3 separate regions of the Mus musculus genome follow, and all the other regions are linked to region 2. The links are chromatin contacts, called in public Hi-C maps. All regions are on one chromosome and are shown on one strand. The core of a region is the stretch at or near the end of the contact, and the rest is flanking DNA. Distances in the headings are between cores, read along the strand shown.

The links. Hi-C and Micro-C count contacts between places; a contact is called where the count stands out from the background.
Region 1: a Hi-C map of CD8 T cells shows a contact between it and region 2, with 5 times the contacts expected there. The contact joins the promoter of Cdca2 here to the promoter of Mtmr9 in region 2. A contact is called at or near these places in 3 of 484 Hi-C or Micro-C datasets (CD4 T cells and CD8 T cells).
Region 3: a contact with region 2 is called in a Hi-C map of CD4 T cells, with 6 times the contacts expected there. The contact joins the promoter of Nupl1 here to the promoter of Mtmr9 in region 2.

What each region holds. Positions count from the first base shown.
Region 1 is chr14:67,714,238-67,717,037 of GRCm38.p6, reverse strand. It overlaps Cdca2 (cell division cycle associated 2), which reads left to right and starts at 1,428. Exons shown (of 15, transcript NM_001110162.1): 1 at 1,428-1,814; 2 at 2,033-2,096; 3 at 2,182-2,355. The coding sequence starts at 2,033. It overlaps Kctd9 (potassium channel tetramerisation domain containing 9), which reads right to left and starts at 940. Exons shown (of 12, transcript NM_001111028.1): 1 at 654-940. The coding sequence starts at 701.
Region 2 is chr14:63,542,612-63,545,322 of GRCm38.p6, reverse strand. It overlaps Mtmr9 (myotubularin related protein 9), which reads left to right and starts at 1,370. Exons shown (of 10, transcript NM_177594.1): 1 at 1,370-1,865. The coding sequence starts at 1,684.
Region 3 is chr14:60,249,779-60,252,869 of GRCm38.p6, reverse strand. It overlaps Nupl1 (nucleoporin like 1), which reads left to right and starts at 1,391. Exons shown (of 15, transcript NM_170591.2): 1 at 1,391-1,707. The coding sequence starts at 1,601. It overlaps Gm38641 (a long non-coding RNA gene), which reads right to left and starts at 1,396. Exons shown (of 3, transcript XR_874661.1): 1 at 1,317-1,396.

The sequences.
Region 1 (2,800 bases), core at 179-2,678, 4.2 Mb before region 2:
GAGTGGAGCCAATGTACCTTGAACTGAAACTTTAAAAGGGTTCATTACTTTTGAGACTTTAATCAGGCTTAGGTATGTGTGGGGCAGTCATTTAACCACACATTACTAGTCCGCCAGAAACAGCCAACATTTTCCAAAGAATAACTTTCAAGGGTGGGGCAAGAGGCAGCTGCAACATCGGAAAAATATTTAGCACCACGCCCTCCACAGAGGCCTAAATGCAGCTAAGGCTACTGTCAAATCAAGTCATTCCGAAGGTCTGCTGTCACTGTCCTCTAAGGAATCAAAAACAAGGCGGCACAGTAAAACATGTATAAAAGTTTGCACGGTGGCGGGGCAAGGGGCCCGGGGCACCTTGAGAGAGAAGGAAAGTGGTTCAGACCAGGTCCACATTCTGAGGATGTCACTCGACTGTCCCCTGGAGTTTTCTTCTCCCGACCTGGCCAGGGTCACCCGCCTCCATGATCACTGCCTCCTCCCCGGGCAGAGCATTACTCAGCACCGATAAGGACAGGAAGGCGCAGCGGGAAGGTGGGAGGGGACCTCGGCCAGCTGCTCAGGTGACAGTGGCGCCTCGGAGCCCCGCCGGCAGAGCAGCCCCGGGCTGTCGGAGGCTGCGGGGGTCCCCGGGTCGCGCCCCCGCTACCGCTTACCTTGCCGTTGCTCGGGCTGCCGTTCAAGAACAGCGTGACCCGCCGCATCGCGCCGCCCGCGCCGGGTCCTGAGGGAGCCGCCACCCTCGCTCCCGGCCCGCCACCCGCCGCGCTCCGCGCCCGCGAGACCCCTCCCGCCTCCCACCCGGACTCTCCGCCCTTCGCCACCTTCCTGGTCGGCCCCACACTCCTCACGCACGCACCCTCAGTCCCACACCCCGGGGTTGGCCGATCCTCCTTCCCACCCCGCCCCTAGGCTCCTCAGCCTGCTAGCGGCCCTTCCCCCCAACCGCGCCCAGACCGACGCTGAGCTGCGCCAATCAACACGCTGTACCGGCCAGTATTTAGCCAATCAGAGTCCGGCTGGGGGGTGGGCTCAGAGTAACACTAGACGGCGGTGGAAGGAAAGAGAGGCTGAGGGCTGGTTGACGGAATGGAGTATCAGCGAATCAGAGAAGAACCTACTGGGCAAAGGGCCGCTCTAAGCGTTACTGAGCAGGCGCACGTTGGAGTGTAGGAGTGCTCATTTGCATAAAGAGACTGGGTCTAAGGAAGAGGCGGGACGCCGAAGTCCCATAGACCAATCAGCTCCTCGCTAGGCTTTTGCCCCTTCTACTGTACCCACCCACCGAGGTAACGGTTGGTATCGGGATTGGCTAATAGGGTAAACTAGCCATCCGGCGGTTCTGTCTCGATTGGTCTAGTGATTCATTTTCGAAGTTTCCAGCAGCCAATCCAAGGTTTGGGGTGGCATTTGAAGTGTTGCTCCGCGGAACTCACTGGTAGACCCCAGGACACCTTTTTGCTGCAGCTCTGTCTCGCCAGGGTCATTTAGGGCTGGCCGTGTTTTTTCCGGGATCCACGGAGGTCTCCCTGCGCCGTTCGAAAGCACGAGGGTGAGGCCCGGAGGGAGCGGTACCCACGTCACACGTGGTCCACGGCTCGTGGGTATCCCTCCGCGGGGGCGTGGCCGCGGTTTGAATTTGCTGGCGGGCAAGTGAAGCTTGACCGCTTCGGCCGGACGTGGTGTGTCTGGTGTGCAGCGGCCGGCAGGAGGCCAGCCCGGCTCCCTTCCCCGGCCTCTGGTGCTCTCTGAAACGGAGCCTCCGCGACGCTTGTCGTAGTCGTCCGAGGGAACGCGCAGGGTCCTGGGCGGGAGAGGTAGGCCTGCTATCCGGCCGGGGTTCAGGGATGCAAAGCCCTGATAAATCAGTTCGGTCCGCTTTGTTTAGTCAATAGTACCTCCCGCCGTTTCTTTAATCAGAACGCCCCAGCCTGTGGTCCCCTGGTATTGATTGCCTTAGAGTTCTGTCACATTGTTTTTGGCTTATAGTGAGGTTATTTTTCACATTTTTTTCTCTAACTTCCTCATCTTTTAGATGGATGCGAGTTCACACGACAAGCCTCTCTCTGAATCCAAGGAGTGTGTCCTTAATAATTCTGGTATGTGGTGACCTGTTGCCCTCGTTAGATGGAAGATTTGAGTGTTTTGATGTATTAACACCCCCAATGTGCTGTCCGTTTTCAGAAAATGACGTTTTTAGATTGGGAACTGAACCGTTTGTGACTCCTCAGAAGCATGTAGCAGATGCGACTCCTAATCTTTGCACCCCTGATACCTTTAAGTCACCTTTGGACTTCACCACAGTAACCGTAGAGCAGTTGGGAATTACACCTGAAAGCTTTGTTAAGACCTCTTCCGGTAAGAGAAGTTCTTGGATTGCATAGTTTTTTTTTTCAAATTTAACAGTAACTGTAGTAGGCCCCAATTATACATGTCTGTACTGCCTGACACTCCTTCTGTGTGTATTTATGCTGACCCTGCAGACTTGCTTGTTCGGCACAGCTCAGCAAATAGAGCAATGTTTCTGAATCAGTTGTGCTTTGTGTGCACCCTAGAAAACAGTGTGTATGAAAATCAGAGGGCATTGAAAGGTAGTTGAGAACCGGTAAAAGTGACAAGGCCGTGTGCCTCATTCAAAAATCCCAAACAGAAAATTGACCCAGATAATGATTTTCTTTAGCTTCAGGAATGAAATTCCCAATGGAGAAGTAAATCTAGGGCTAGGGTTCTTTTGGGTTGTAGAATAGCAATTATAAAGAAGGATAACGAGACTGGAAGCCAATCACACCGTGAGCTAGGCGAA
Region 2 (2,711 bases), core at 121-2,620:
AGTTTTCCATTCCACAATTTGTAGTTAATACAATGAGTCAAGTGAGGAAGGAAAGTAAACAAATCCGGTGTGGAAAACACCTCCACATTACTTCACCTCAGTCCATCAGCATCCATTGCTGGTTGTTTTCCTTTTGCAGATAAACTGGATCGCAGGAGTGAGTGATTTAGGAAGGGAAGGTTTTTAGAAAAGACAAGAACAAAATCAAGGACAAACACTGTGCAATCTGGTCAACTTCACTTTGCACACTCTGAAGTCAGCTACCTTGCTGTTCGTAGACACTGACTGGGTGGTGAGAATTTTCACTGCTAACACAGTAAAAGCAGGCCAGGACTCAAACATAATTCTTATTCTGGGATAAAGTAGAGGGATAGAAAGCAAGAAGAGGGAAATTCTATAGGTGGAACAACATTATGAACTAACCAGTACCCCGGAGCTCTTGACTCTAGCTGCATATGTATCAAAAGATGGCCTAGCCGGCCATCACTGGAAAGAGAGGCCCATTGGACTTGCAAACTTTATATGCCCCAGTACAGGGGAATGCCAGGGCCAAAAAGTGGGAGTGGGTGGGTAGGGGAGTGGGGGGGGGTATGGGGGACTTTTGGGATAGCATTGGAAATGTAAATGAGGAAAATACCTAATAAAAAATTAAAAAAAAAAAAAAAGAAGAGGGAAATTACAACAGCAAAACTCTGTCATTGCAGTGTCCGTGAGCAGTTCAGCTAGACTGTACTTAGCCGGGATACTATGAAGTCGTGACCAATATACCAAGGTCTTGATTTCAGGCTTTGCTACAGATTAACTGAACTATCTCTGAAGACACTAGAGTCCTTTCGCAGGGCGAGGATTAGTCAGTTTCTCTTTCCATCCTTTTAGAATATGCTGTTCTTGGTTAAAGTCATGGCGCTCTCAAAGAGTCTAAAGCATAGATTGTCCCATGTCTCTTCCAGACACCAAGATGCTACTTTTCGATCACAACCTCCGCTTCCATCCTACATTTGACATCTCTTCGTGACCAATTCATGAGACAACTACCAGGTAGCGCAAACGAAGAGCCCTTGAGGGACAGCACTCATGTGGAGGCTGGCAGGTCAGCGACGTCTTCTCGTCTCGCCTTTTCCGATAAGGAATATTTGAAGGGCAAGGATTGCGGCGGTAGAAGGTGAAAGAGGTTTTGGTTGGTTTTGTTTTGTTTTGTTTTGTTTTTCCATTGTAGGACCATAAAGTCATTGTTTCTGGCTGTGTTCCACCGGATCTAGCAAAGTACCAACTTCCGGTCCGGTTTCTATGTCTTCCGAGTCTCGAGTCCCTCTAATTGTGCAGGAGTTCCTGCCGGGTGCAACGCTCAGCAGCTACTTCCGCCAGAAGTCCCTGGCTGCTCGGGCTCGGATGCTGCTGCCCCGACGCCGGGTCCGTCTCCTCCGCAGCCCGCCCGTCAGACGCCGGTGGCAGCGGGGAGTGCAGGGCCTGGCGGGAAGCCTTCTCTGCGACCGAGTCCCGGCCAGTGGTGCGGAAGAGACTTGGAGAAGCGGCCAGGGCGGTGCCCGCAGGCCCTGGCGCACCCGCCCAGCCGGGGCGGGGCTCGACCTCCCGGGCCCGCCCAGCCGGGGCTCCGTCCGGGTCTGCGGATTAACCGCCGGGCACCTGCGGGACTGGGCCTCCCGCCCCTAGGCTGCGCCCAATATGGAGTTTGCGGAGCTGATTAAAACCCCACGGGTAGACAATGTGGTGCTGCACCGGCCTTTCTACACCGCCGTGGAAGGGACCCTGTGTCTGACAGGCCACCACCTGATCCTGTCTTCCCGGCAGGACAACACGGAGGAGCTCTGGCTCCTCCATTCAAATATCGACGCCATCGACAAACGGTGAGCGCCCACCACACCCAGGTCCCGGAGGAGCCTGGAACGGAACAGACGCTTTCAGGTGGTTTTTTATGGGTATCCTGGCTCAGCCAGCCAAATGAGCCTTCTGGGGCCTAGATCTATCTGCACTGGCCACCTGGCATCCCCAGGCTAAGGTCTCAGAGTCGTAGTGGTCATTTTGAACAGCATTTGGGCGTATTTTTAAATGTTCTTTGTAAAAAAAAAATTTCTTCCACCACATTTCTTGAATTATTGGTTGTTGTTAATCTGACTTCACGAAGTTATGATTCAATACAATTTAAAGCGACCCCTCCCCCACGATCTCGTTTTTAAATAGGCATGCTCAGCCCTTTGCAGCATAGGCCGGTCTTGAACTTCCAACTCTCCAGCCCCAGCCTCCCAAGTAAGTGCTGGAATTACAGTTGTGTGTGTATGGGCCGCTATGCCTGGCCATAGTATTTAACTGAGTACACTGTCATTTTTTCCATATATATGCATATGCATTTTAGTCTCTCCTTAAAACGTTTTAAAATCGGTAAGGTGCACCCCTGTAATAGCTGATGGGGAGTGCCGATGCAGGTGGATGACAAATTTTACACCCCTGCTCATTTAGGGAAGACTGAGTTTATCATATTGCATCTTACTTATTCTCTGGAATGATCACTTCCCACTGAGGGTAATCATTAGCCCTTAACATTCAGTTTTTCTTGTGAAAAGAAAGGGGCTGGCTCTAAAGGAACATAGGAACTAATTCATCTTTATTTCCCTACTCCATCACTTTAAATTTTTTATTTTTACTTATGTGTGTATGTGTGTATCTGTGTACAAGATACCATCAGCAGACTACTA
Region 3 (3,091 bases), core at 142-2,641, 3.3 Mb after region 2:
CTTGCCAGGTTACTCCTTATTGTAGTTTGCATGGCTCATGGCTGACATGACATCATGTGCCAAACACACCTTTTGACGTCATCTAACTTTTGTGACCTGCCAAAGGGAAATGGCGAGGAACAGAGTTTTCATCACTATGAGTATTTGGGGGAGAGGACAGGGCTCTACAATGAATCTGGAGGGTGTTCCGGTTCAGCCAACTGCAGGTAGCAATGCTCAAGGTCAACACAAAACAAGTGCTGAATTGTGGGGGAGCTGTGAGAAAAGAAGTGCCAAGGATTTGTCATATAAAGGGCACTGAGGGCCAGACTCAGAGACCGTTGGGCTTTTGTTCGAATCACTACCATGGGGAGGATTGTGCTTTAGCATAAATCTGAGGGGTCTGATGATGGGATCAATTTCATCGAACAAAACTTGGCAGCTGGTCAACGCACTTGCAGGAATAGTATGCCAATTCCTGCCAGAGAATTAAAGAACCATGATATGATGGCAGTGTCCCCAGACCACCGCTAAGAAGCATTTCTTGGTGCCCACGTTGCTCCGGGTGCCCGTACATTCTAATTTACATCCCTCTGGGTTTTTTTTTTTTTTCAGATTTATTTATTTTATGTATGAGTGCACTGTAGCTGTCTTCAGACACACCAGAAGAGGACATCAGATCCCTTTACAGATGGTTGTGAGCCACCATGTGGTTGCTAGGAAATTGAACTCAGGATCTCTGGAAGAGCAGTCGGTGCTGAGCCAGCTCTCCAGCCAGATCGCTCATCCCTGTCCTTACACTTTCCAATTCGCAGTTCCTCTCGTAAATACCCCAAGTTATGGGAAAGCCACATAGCCAGGAAGCAGTCTTCAGGGAAGGTCCCCAAGAACGGCACCCATCCCATTCACCGTCCACTAGGATTTGGGGCACAGTGTCCTGACCTCAGACTCGGAGGCAGAGGAGCCTGGCAGTGTCACGCCGCCCCGCTGAACCCTCCGTGCAGGAAGCACAAGCGTGCAGTACCATGGGGTGCTGACCGGAAGCGTGTGCGACTTAAAACCCGTACATTTCTGGACCCTCAAAAGGTAGACACCCTCTTTTTTTCTCGGGTGCAGCGACACCCAAATGAAACTCAGACGTCCCCTTGGAGGAATGTGAGGTGACGACCAAGGTCTTCTCCAACTCTAGAACTCTACGCATGGCTTTTGACAGGAGGCCGGACCGAAGCCGCACTCCAGGGCCTTCATTCAGGAAGTAAAGCACGAAATCCCGCGAGACTCTCCGGGCACTTCAGGGGCTTAGCGCTTTAAGCGAGTAGGCGGGGCGCCCACCTTACCTCATCCGCCCGGCCTCACACGAGTACCGCTTCCACTCCGATCCCAGGGTTCCCTGCGCGGCGGGCGCGCTTCTAGTGCGTTCGGCGCGCGGGCGGTGTCGCGCATGCGTTCGCCTGTGGCTCCGCCCACTCCGCCCTCGCCTTGCCGCACCGCCGCTTGGGGTTGTTTCCCACCCGGTACCCGCTGGGCACCAGCTATGTGGCACGTCCCTCTTCGGCAGTGAAGGGACAGAAGCGTCCTAGGCCTCTCCACCCTAGCTGACGCCTTCGCGCCAAGGGCCGCCATGGCCACGGGGTTCTCCTTCGGGTCTGGGACCCTCGGCTCCACCACTGTGGCCCCCGGCGGGACCGGAGCGGGCAGCGGCTTCTCCTTCGGGACCGTCGCGTCTAGGTAATGGTGCCGCCTAGCAGGGGACCCTGGTGCTTCCCCGCGGAGGTCTGCACATCGAGGCCTGCCTTCAGGCTGCTAGGCTTCCCTACGAGCCGCGCAGTGGGCTGTGGACCCCTGCCGCCGAGGCTCTGCAGTCCCCGGTCGCGCCGCGACGACGCGGAGTGGGCCCGACTGCGGGAAGCGGCCTGGAGTCGCGGCTACGCCTACGCGACCCCTCGGGTTCAGGGATAGAATGAGTGTTGAATGAATGACAGCTTGTTGCTGGCTTTTAGGAACAGAAAAATAGGTAGGATGTAAGTTAAAAAAAATATCCCCGGGTGGTTTAGATTTCGGTTTTGAACGTTACGATGCATTGGATTTATGATTTTTTGTTTGTTTCAAGCCTTTGTGCCACAGGACCCCCTTCTGTCTTTTTAACATTTTTATGGCATGTATTGTATCATAGTTATTTTGTGCCCTATACAGATTAGCATAGCATCGCAAAGCATTTTGTGTTATAACCATCCACCACATGATCTTTTCCGTTCACTGCAAGCTTAAGTGGTATATTCTTCAGTTTGTGTAATAGATTCCGGTAGTGACAGATGAGTAGCTAGGGATTCCAAAAAGCTATTTCACTGAAAGCATTAATCACTCAGACTCGGCCTTTGGTAAAGAGTTGATCAAATGAGGAAATGTGTACTCGAAGGACAGGTATCTCCCGAGGCATAACAAGACCTATAGGCTTAATGTCTCAAAGAAAGCTCGCTCTCTCTCTCTCTCTCTCTCTCTCTCTCTCTCTCTTAACAGCCCCCGTTAGATACAGCAAATCCAAAATAACAGTACAATCAGACTGCCCCAGTTAAGTCCCATTTTTGCATATGCTTTCTTAATCTTCACTACCTATGTTGTCGAGACACAGGCGACGGTGTGCTCTGCTGTCTCTTTTAACTTTCACCTTGTTTTCTTGTGTCATCGATTAACTGGCTTTAGGTTTGTCGTTTTTAATGGTGTATCTTACTTAGTTCTTTTTTTTTTAAAGATTTTAATTATTTTTATTTAATGTGTGTGGGTGTTCTGCTTGCATCTGTGCATCATGGCTGTGCATTGCCCTTAAATACCAGAAGAGTCCGTCAGACACCCCCCCCCCCCAACCACCACCACTACCACACCACACCACACTGGAGTTAAGGCCCACTGTGAGCTACCAAGTTTTAAATTTAAAATGGAGGGATAGTTTGGGAAGTGGTGGTGCACGCCTTTAATCCCAACACTCTGGAAGCAGAGGCAGGCAGATTTCTGAGTTCCAAGCCAGCCTGGTCTACAAAGTGAGTTCCAGGACAGTCAGGGCTACACAGAGAAACCCTGTCTCGAAAAACAAAACAAGACAAAATATATAAATAGT